2 separate regions of the Sminthopsis crassicaudata genome follow, and region 1 is linked to region 2. Evidence: chromatin contacts called from public Hi-C data. All regions are on one chromosome and are shown on one strand. Each heading gives the region's core, a stretch centred on a gene start, on an enhancer-like site or on the middle of the called end of the contact. The rest is flanking DNA. Distances are from core to core; before and after follow the strand shown.

The links. Hi-C and Micro-C count contacts between places; a contact is called where the count stands out from the background.
Region 1: a Hi-C map of fibroblasts shows a contact between it and region 2, with 7 times the contacts expected there. The contact joins the promoter of ICAM1 here to the promoter of PDE4A in region 2. A contact is called at or near these places in 2 of 2 Hi-C or Micro-C datasets (fibroblasts and hippocampus).

What each region holds. Positions count from the first base shown.
Region 1 is chr1:72,964,879-72,968,988 of ASM4859323v1, reverse strand. It overlaps ICAM1 (intercellular adhesion molecule 1), which reads left to right and starts at 2,038. Exons shown (of 6, transcript XM_074260757.1): 1 at 2,038-2,193; 2 at 2,837-3,112. The coding sequence starts at 2,127. LOC141538884 (a long non-coding RNA gene) reads right to left here and starts at 1,353. Exons shown (of 3, transcript XR_012481151.1): 1 at 756-1,353.
Region 2 is chr1:72,820,544-72,824,672 of ASM4859323v1, reverse strand. PDE4A (phosphodiesterase 4A) reads left to right here and starts at 2,703. Exons shown (of 15, transcript XM_074260563.1): 1 at 2,703-3,479. The coding sequence starts at 3,148.

The DNA.
Region 1 (4,110 bases), core at 789-3,288, 140 kb before region 2:
ACCCAGCTTGAGCTTGGGTTTCCCAAATCCCAGAAGACCTCGTGATTTCATTAGCTTTCCCATACTTCTCCCTTTCAACATTCCCTCTTCAAAATACCATAGGAGATCTGGCACTGCCAACCTAGTCAAGACCTTTGGACTAGGGTTGAGGAGGGGAAGGAATGAGACTTTTGGATTGGTTTTCTCTGAAACCTGATAAGGGAGAGGCTGTCTCTCACTTTTCCGGCCCTGGGGAGGTTGGGGGGGGGGGGTGTTGAGAGAATTGGAATTGGAATAAGATTGTTTGTTCAACTCGGATTGCTACTCCAGGAATGTGAGGGAGGTTGGGGCGGTCCCCCCTTGGGGTCTCCGAGGAAGTGAGGGCTCCGGAGATGAGGGCACAGCCCTCCAGTGTCATTGCATTCCCGGTATAGGCCCCCCTCCCCTTCCCTTTCTGCTGCGAGACCTCTTTGCCCTGTGGACACCATGGCAACAACTCAGTGTGGGTCCACAACAGGAAACTGGGGGAGGAGGGGAGACTAAGGCCCAGCCATAAGGGGAAGGGGAGAACAGAGTCTGGCAGACCCTCCATCAGAAAGGTAGGAAAGAAGCCCCGGAATCATTTCGAGTTCCCCTCCTTCCTCAGCGTTCCCAGTTCTGGAGCAGGTGGGTGAGCGGGGACCCCGACTCCGGAGGCACAGGCTTGGGCCATCCTTGGAAGGGCTTCTGAGATAGGGAAGATGGAGCTCAGGCATCCTGTCCTCTTCCCCACCCACCTCAGAAATGCTGGGTTCCGGCTGCTCCTGCAGGCTCGTCCTGGTTCAGAGGTCCCGCACTGCTCCAGCGGTGGGAGTGCTGGGACGGGCTCCTGTTTGAGTTTCCTAGGAAACCAAGCTCTATCCTGGGTGTTCTTGCATTCCCGGTGTGGGTCTCCCTCCACGAAGCCCCTGCCTCGGGAGCAAAACCCCTCTTTACTTTGCTCCTCCGTTTTCCCTACAGGATAGGGGCACATTGCTGTGAGGGATGAGAGATGGGGAGGAAACATCCCTTCCCTGGCTAAAGGACTTAGTTTTCTGGAGGGGAATCATTCAGGGAGCCAGAGATTAATCAGCACGTCCTTGCAAAAGTGCCTTCTTCCTCTTTCTCCGAACCCTACTGCAGCCCCCGGTTCGAGGGAAAGGGAAATTTTCGTGTTGGCAAATGTGACAACAGCTTTTAGATCAGACTAGGGTGGCAAGGAGACGGGATTGTGACCCAGTGTCACTCCAGATGTCTTTCTACCCCTCCCACTGCCTCCCGCCCACCGCCAACTCACGAGGCGGCTGCTTACGCCAGGACAGTGGCTGTCCCGGGCCCCAGCACGGAAAAGTTCCGCATTCCGAAACTTGCTGGGGGGGGGGGGGAAGAGTGGGGGGGACGGAGAAAAGCCCTGAGGGCTACACCCTTCTATTCTTTCACTGGAGTCTGGAGTTCCTGGGTCCTACCCCAATCACCTCCCCCATCCCCTCACCCTCCGTCCCTTCCAGGGCCATCTGCTCGGACAGTTCTCGCTTCCCGAGGTTTAAAAGCGCTGGAAGACTCCCGAGTCGAGAAAATGGGAAAAGCCTTCAAAAGCAAAACCAAAGCTTTAGGAAGGCAAACCCTGGATCTAAGCAAAGAATACATTTCAAGTGGCCCAAACACATTCGAAAATCTTAGTCGATTAAAAAATAATAACGTTACCTATACATTTGCCGGATCCTCAATTTTCTAAAGGTAGAGGTGTCTAAGTATCTTTTCTGCAGGATATGACTCCACCCTCAAAACTCGCCGCCGGACCCCTCTCTGGCCCCTAGACGACCCCACACACACTCTTCCCCGGTGACCCGTAAACATTGTTTGCTTTACTTTGGAAACTCCAGATCTGGGAGGTACTGATCCCCTACGCGCTCCCCCTCATACCTCCAAATACTCCCCCCCATCCGGAAATACCGGGCAACTTATTCTGGAGGGGAAAGCGTGAGGTTTCCGGGAAAGCAGGACCGCCTTCCCCCCTCCCTCTCTCCAGTCCGGCCCCTAGTCACCCAGGGAGATCATAAAAGGAGCCCCGCGTTTCGGCTTCGCATTCAGCCCTCCCCGCAGACTCCGGTCCTGACTCGCGCGCCAACATGGGGATCCTCAGGCCCCTTCCCGCTCTTCCCGCGCTCTTGCTCCTGTCCCTACTCCCATCTTCAGGTGAGACCCTCGGTCTTGGTTAGCCCCCCTCCCCCCAGCCCTGTTTCGGACCACTAGCTTTGCCTGGGGAGAGACCAACAGGAGAGCTGCCTGGAGGAAGAGGCACTCTCCTTAGTTGCCCTGGGCTGGCATCTAGTCCCGAAGCTGCAATGACTGCTATGGGTCAGAATTGAGGGTGGGAAGGAACTTGAGAAACTTCTGAAACACCTGAAGGTGGCAGGTAGGGTAGAAAGGAGTGAAAAAGTCCCTCCGCTCGCTGACCTTAGACTCCGAGGAGGGGGTTAGGGCGGGAGGGGGAGTCCGAGGATGGTCCGGGAGGGGGCCCTGTGCCTCGGGTGCCAGCCCCCTTCCCCCGAGAACCTTTTTCTCTCCAGAAGCCTGCGTCTCCCCCTCCCGTCCTCTCCCAGGGGAGAAGTCTATGCTCCCCATGGCGGGGGAATTCCAGCGCTGGGTTCCCCTCGGGGAAGTGCTAACAGAGTCAAAAGCGCCCAGGCTTGGGGTGGGGCAACCCGGGGGGAGTTCCCGTCAAATCTCCGGAGATCGTTCCTGGGAGACCGACTCGAAGCGGGGGTGTAGATTGTGAAGGGATAGAAGCGACTCCGTTTCCAGGGCCAGCCTCGGGACTCGCGGTGTGTCCTTGCAGGAGCCCAGGAGAACCCCAAGCTCCAGGTCTGGGTGGATCCCCCAAACCCCGTGATCCTGGCGGGGACTTCAGTGACTGTGAACTGCAGCACCGACTGCGCCGATTCCCCCACCATCGGCCTGGAGACCAGGCTGGTGAAGAACGTGGAGAGCTCGGGGACCAACTGGAAAGCCTTCAGGCTGAGCAACGTGACCCAGGACAGCAGTCCGCTCTGCTTTGTTAACAACTGTCCGGGAAAGAGCCAGGGCATCACGCGGGCTAACATCGTGGTCTTCGGTGAGCGGCGGGGGGTGGGGGCTAGGGCTCCGCACGGGCTACGCCGGCCAGGTAGGGGTGGGGGGCGCGTACACTCAGTGTCGGGGAAGGGCGGGGAGCTTACCTCTGGAGGATGGGAGCGCGGGTGAGTAGCGGGAAGGAAAGGCTGGGTTTGGCCGGCAAACAAATACCGCGTCGCCTGCATCCTCGCCTAGGAATTCACTTCAACAGAACAAACACTTGATGCTACCGATTAAGGCTCAGAGGGAGACGAGAAGGAAAGGGACTAGTTGGAGCAGGGTCCTGCCCTCGGGGAGCTCGCTGCCTGAACTTGAAACCGAGGCAGATCCTGCAGTGTGATAGGCAGGCTGCCGCGGGAGGAGCCGGGCCCAGCTAGAGCGGTCGGGGGTTGGGAACAGCCCAGTCCGGAGGGGAGAACTGCGCCTCTCTCCTGAGAGACCGCGTGGGTTCCCACAGATTCTGAAGCCAGCTACCCCGGAAAGGGCTGCGGCTGCTCCCCCGGCTCTTCAAGCCCCCGCTGCATCCTCTGTAACACGGAGCGTCTGCAGAACCTGGTGCTGGTCCCGGGAAGACACAATTTGAGATAAAACAGTCCCTTCCTAGCGCTTTACTAAATGCAAAGCGAGTTACGATCTGGTGGGTGCGAGCCGCATGCACCTTAGGACAGAGGGCCTGCGGAGCAGTGTGAGAGGCTAGGGGTTTATTTAATGGGTAACAGTAGAAGGTTTTTGAACAGAGCAGTGATATTACCAGGATTTTTATTTTTATTCTTTATGGGGAAGAAAGTCATATGAAAAATAGAATGGAGCAAAGAGGAGAGAAGAGGAAGAGGGAGAATGCAGACGAAAAACCAGTTAGGGAACTCGTGCAAATTTTCCTTTGGTGGTCTGCCCCATAGCCTTGACTGAGAGTGTACTTTATGACTCTTCTGCAAGAGAATCTGGGCCTAGGTCAGAGCCAACTTAAAAGGCTGTAAAGGTCAGATTGTACTATGAATC
Region 2 (4,129 bases), core at 1,454-3,953:
TTCTTCTGCACCTTCCTTTGGATGAAAAGGACAATTTGTCTTACATTTCTAAGCCTTTTTTTCCACTTTAGTAAGTGCTTTCCTCACCTTATTCTAAGATAGTACAAGTCTAATGTTTGAATACTCTTCCTATTTTTATAGATTAGAAAATTTGTTACAGTTGTCAACAAAAACATAGCATACCAAACATTATACTATTTAGGGGCATATACAAATTGGGATAAAGCTTTATTTCTACTTTTATGGTCCTCAGTCTAGCAAGGAAATATGTCAGTCATACGTTCAATAAACCCTAAATGCCTCCACAATGCTAGGTGCTGGAACCAATATAGTTCAGGTAAGCCACAGTCTTGTATGTATTTTGAGAACATTAGACAAGTGCAATTAAGGGATATGTGAAGAAAGGGAAAAGACCATGGTACAAAGGTGGAACATCAGGGCCATTTTTGCATCATATAGGATTTCTCATGTACTGAGCTTGAAACTGGGAACAATGCCTGGTGAACTGGCTTGTAAGCCCTTAGACTCTAGGTTCCAGAGAGAGGGAATCCAAAAGCCAGGCAAAAGAGGTGTTCTTTCATTGTTCACTTCCTGCTCTCCACAGACCTGTCCCTCTTTGCTGATTCTGTAATCTTTCTGATGTAATTGGAGGTGGGGGGAGGGAGGAGGAGAGATATGTACAGGGAAGATGGCTTTCTAGCCTTTTATATGGCTTTGAAGATTCTCTTTACTCATGCCACCTCAACCTAGGAGCCTCAACTCTCCAGCCACCATTTGGTACTTGGGTGTATAATCTCCCTATTGATCTCTTGCTATTTCCAACCTGTAAGGACCTCCCAGTCCTTTTGCCAACTCCAGGATCCATTTTTTTCTTCTTCCCTGCCACCTATAGGTCCCCGAGCTGGGCACTCTCTTTTTTATACTATGCCTCCTGACACTACCAAGGTTTTCCTTAACCCCAGACAACTCTATGGGGCACAGATATGAGTTATGAAGCATCAGCTTCAGGACCTCTGGTCACCCCTTTTTTTATCCTCTGGTGGATACCTATCCTTTCTGAGGAGTCACCATATATGGGTCTGACCTTATTGGAGAGGAGGATCCCTGTGTGGGGATTCTGCCCTTTTTAGATTAGGGGAGGAGTCCGGAGTGGGAATACCGATTGGGAACAGGTTCAGGCTCTGCTTCCCTGTCCCCAAACCTTGGTCCTTTTTTCACAGGCTTGGGAGTCCACCACCTCCATCCCTTGTTGTTAGTGGGAGCATAGGCCTGATTTGGAGGGGGGAGGGGGGAGAAGATAGGAAGGGAAGGGGTGGGAACTAGAAGAGCTTTGTGGGGGATGAAATTGGTCTCCGGCAGCAGCAAGATTGGCAGCTCTTTTTATAAAAGCGCTGGAGGGAGAGGGGCGGGAGTACGGAGGGGAGGGGGGATGGTATAGACTATTCCACTGCTTTCAGAGGGAAGGAGGGAGGGACGCGGAGTATACTTTGGACTGGGGATGGCAATGGGGGTGCGGTAGTGTGGACATCGTAGGTCCTTAACCGGCTGTAGGGATGGTGAGGGGGATCCCGGGCTGGGGGCTGAAGACCCGAAGACTATGGCTGCAACCCTGCTCCGCTCCGGTTGACTTGGCTCGGCTCCGCAGGGCGCAGGGGGCGGCGGGGAGTGAGTCACGGCCTCTCCAGAATTAGGCGCTGCAGGGGGTAGGGTGGGGGGTGGGGAGACTCGGTGGCCTCGGAAGGATAGGGGACGGTACGCTCCCCGTTTACTTCTCGGGAAAGGCCGTATTTTCCTCCGTAGCCTGAAGGTTCCTTCTCTCCTCAGTAGACCAGTACAGTCCAGTCTACCCACATTAGGAGTAAGAAATGAACCCCGGGTCCCAACAGCCCCGTGAAAAAGGTTTCTCTGTTTTTCCCCCCGGAGCATCAGAGAGAGTGCCTCAGTTTCCCCTTTGCACGTCAGGGATTCCCCGCAGACACCGATAAATTAGTGTTCAACTAGCTGAAGTATTTCCTCCAGTCGGCTCCTTCCTCTACCCACTCTCGACACCATGCACGCTCAGACACACACCCAGACCCACGCAGGGCTCCTGCACACACATTCAGTCATACAGTCACACACATACTACTTACAGTCACAAAGACAGACCATAAAAACATACACGGTGCACACACATGCACAGGTACACACATGGACACACTCATTCACAATCATGCCTATCAGCACGCACGGACATACATTCAAAGACTGTCACATACTCACAGATGGTCACACACGGTCCCGTTAAGACCTTCGGCTGTTGACTCCGCCCCCTTTGACTGACAGACAGAGGACTGATAGACGGAAGTTGAGCTTTCCCCGCGTCGGTTTACCCAGTTAACTCCTTAGTGCCTGTACTTGCCTGGGCGATGTTGCAGAAAGGGAGGGCACTGGGTCCCCTCCCACTCAAACGGGTGGGGTGGTATTTGGCTGGGTAGGAAAAATCGCGTGCGTTTAATCGAGACCCATTAGATGAAGGGAGAGGTCCGCTTTGATCTAACTCCCCCCTCCCCAGGTTAGACCTCTCCCCCGCCCCTCTGTCAAGTTAGGGCTTAGGGGCTGGGGGCGGCGCTGACAGCAGGCGGTAGCTGCTATGGCGGCAGCGGGGGCGGGGCGGGAGCGCGGGGCGGGCGCGGAGCAGAGCGCGGAGCCGCGGACTCAGTGAGGCGGCGGCGCCGCGGCAGCAGCTGGGTTGATACCGGCTGTGGGGCGCGGGGCGCCCCTTGGGACCCCCGAGCCCCGGGGAGAAGAGAGAGTGCCTTTCCCCGCTAGCCCCTACGGGTTCCAAGCTCCTTGGTTCAGGGCTTCGTTGCCGAAAGCTCTGGGGCTCCAGCGAATCTCATCCAAGCCCAATACCTCTCAGCGCCCAGGAGCCCTCCCTGCTGCCGGCCCCCGCGGCGACCTGTGTTTCTGTCCCCCTACTCTGCTCTTCCCGCTACCCCTGGGCTCTGTGTCCGGAGCCCCCTAGCTGGCCCTCAGCCGCCCTTCTTGGTGCAGGGGCAAGATGGCTCGGGCAAGGCAAAGCGCAAGGACGGCCTGGGCGCACGGGGCTGCGTACCACTGAAAGCCGGGGTCCGAGAGGGAACCAGGGCGGGCTGGATAGCCAGAATGGAGCCGCCACCCTGCTCAAAGAAGAGTCTGTCCCTGTCGCTGCCTGGGGCTCGGGATGGCCAGGCCACGCTGAGGCCACCCCAGCACCTGTGGCGCCAGCCCCGGACCCCGATCCGGATCCAGCAGCGTGGCTATTCTGACAACACAGACCGGGAGCGCGGAGCGCAGGGGGCAGAGCGGGGGGACTCGGAGCGGGAGCGAGCTCCGCACCGGCCCATAGAGCGTGCTGATGCCGTGGACACGAGTGACCGGCCTGGCCTACGCAAGTCCCGTATGTCCTGGCCCTCTTCTTTCCAAGGGACCTCGGCCAGTGGCAGCGGCGGCAAACGGTAAGGGAAGCGGCTGGAGCAGAGGCGCCGCCGCGCTGTTGAGGGGGGGAACTCGAGGAGGACGGTAGGAGGCGCTAGACGCCTGTTCCAAGGTTTCGGCCATCTATTGGGGTCTAAAAAAAAACAAAAGAAAGAAAAAGAAAAAAAAAAAACCGCTTAACTGAAATTAGGACCACTTCACTATGCTAGCGCTAATCTGGGGTTCCAGATCATGGTCTTGGGCTACCAGATGTTGTATTGGGATCTGGTCCACAGCTCTGAATCTCGTCGAACTCTGTTAGCATCTTGTAGTCACTGTTTGGGGGCCCTAGAGGGCGCTAATTTGGGCTCTGGGGTCAGTGCTCTGAGCCCGCCCCCCCCTTCCCGGGGCTATATTGGGGTCGCCGTGATGTAAGATTTCAGGGTCCTGTATTGTAGCCTGTGGGTGTTATTCTGGAGTCTCGGGGGGCTCTAGGATAGGATTTGAGATCAAGTTTCTGGCTTGGAGGGAGATCGCTAAGTTTCAGGGACTCGGGATGTGCTGGCCGAAAGATATCTGTGCCCTGGCTGCAAGGAAAAGCAGCTGTTAAGGATGGATGTGCTGTCATTGGGCCGCCTGGAGAAGCAGCCGTTCTCGGGTCGTCCAGGCAGTGTCCAGGGCAAAAGGAAAA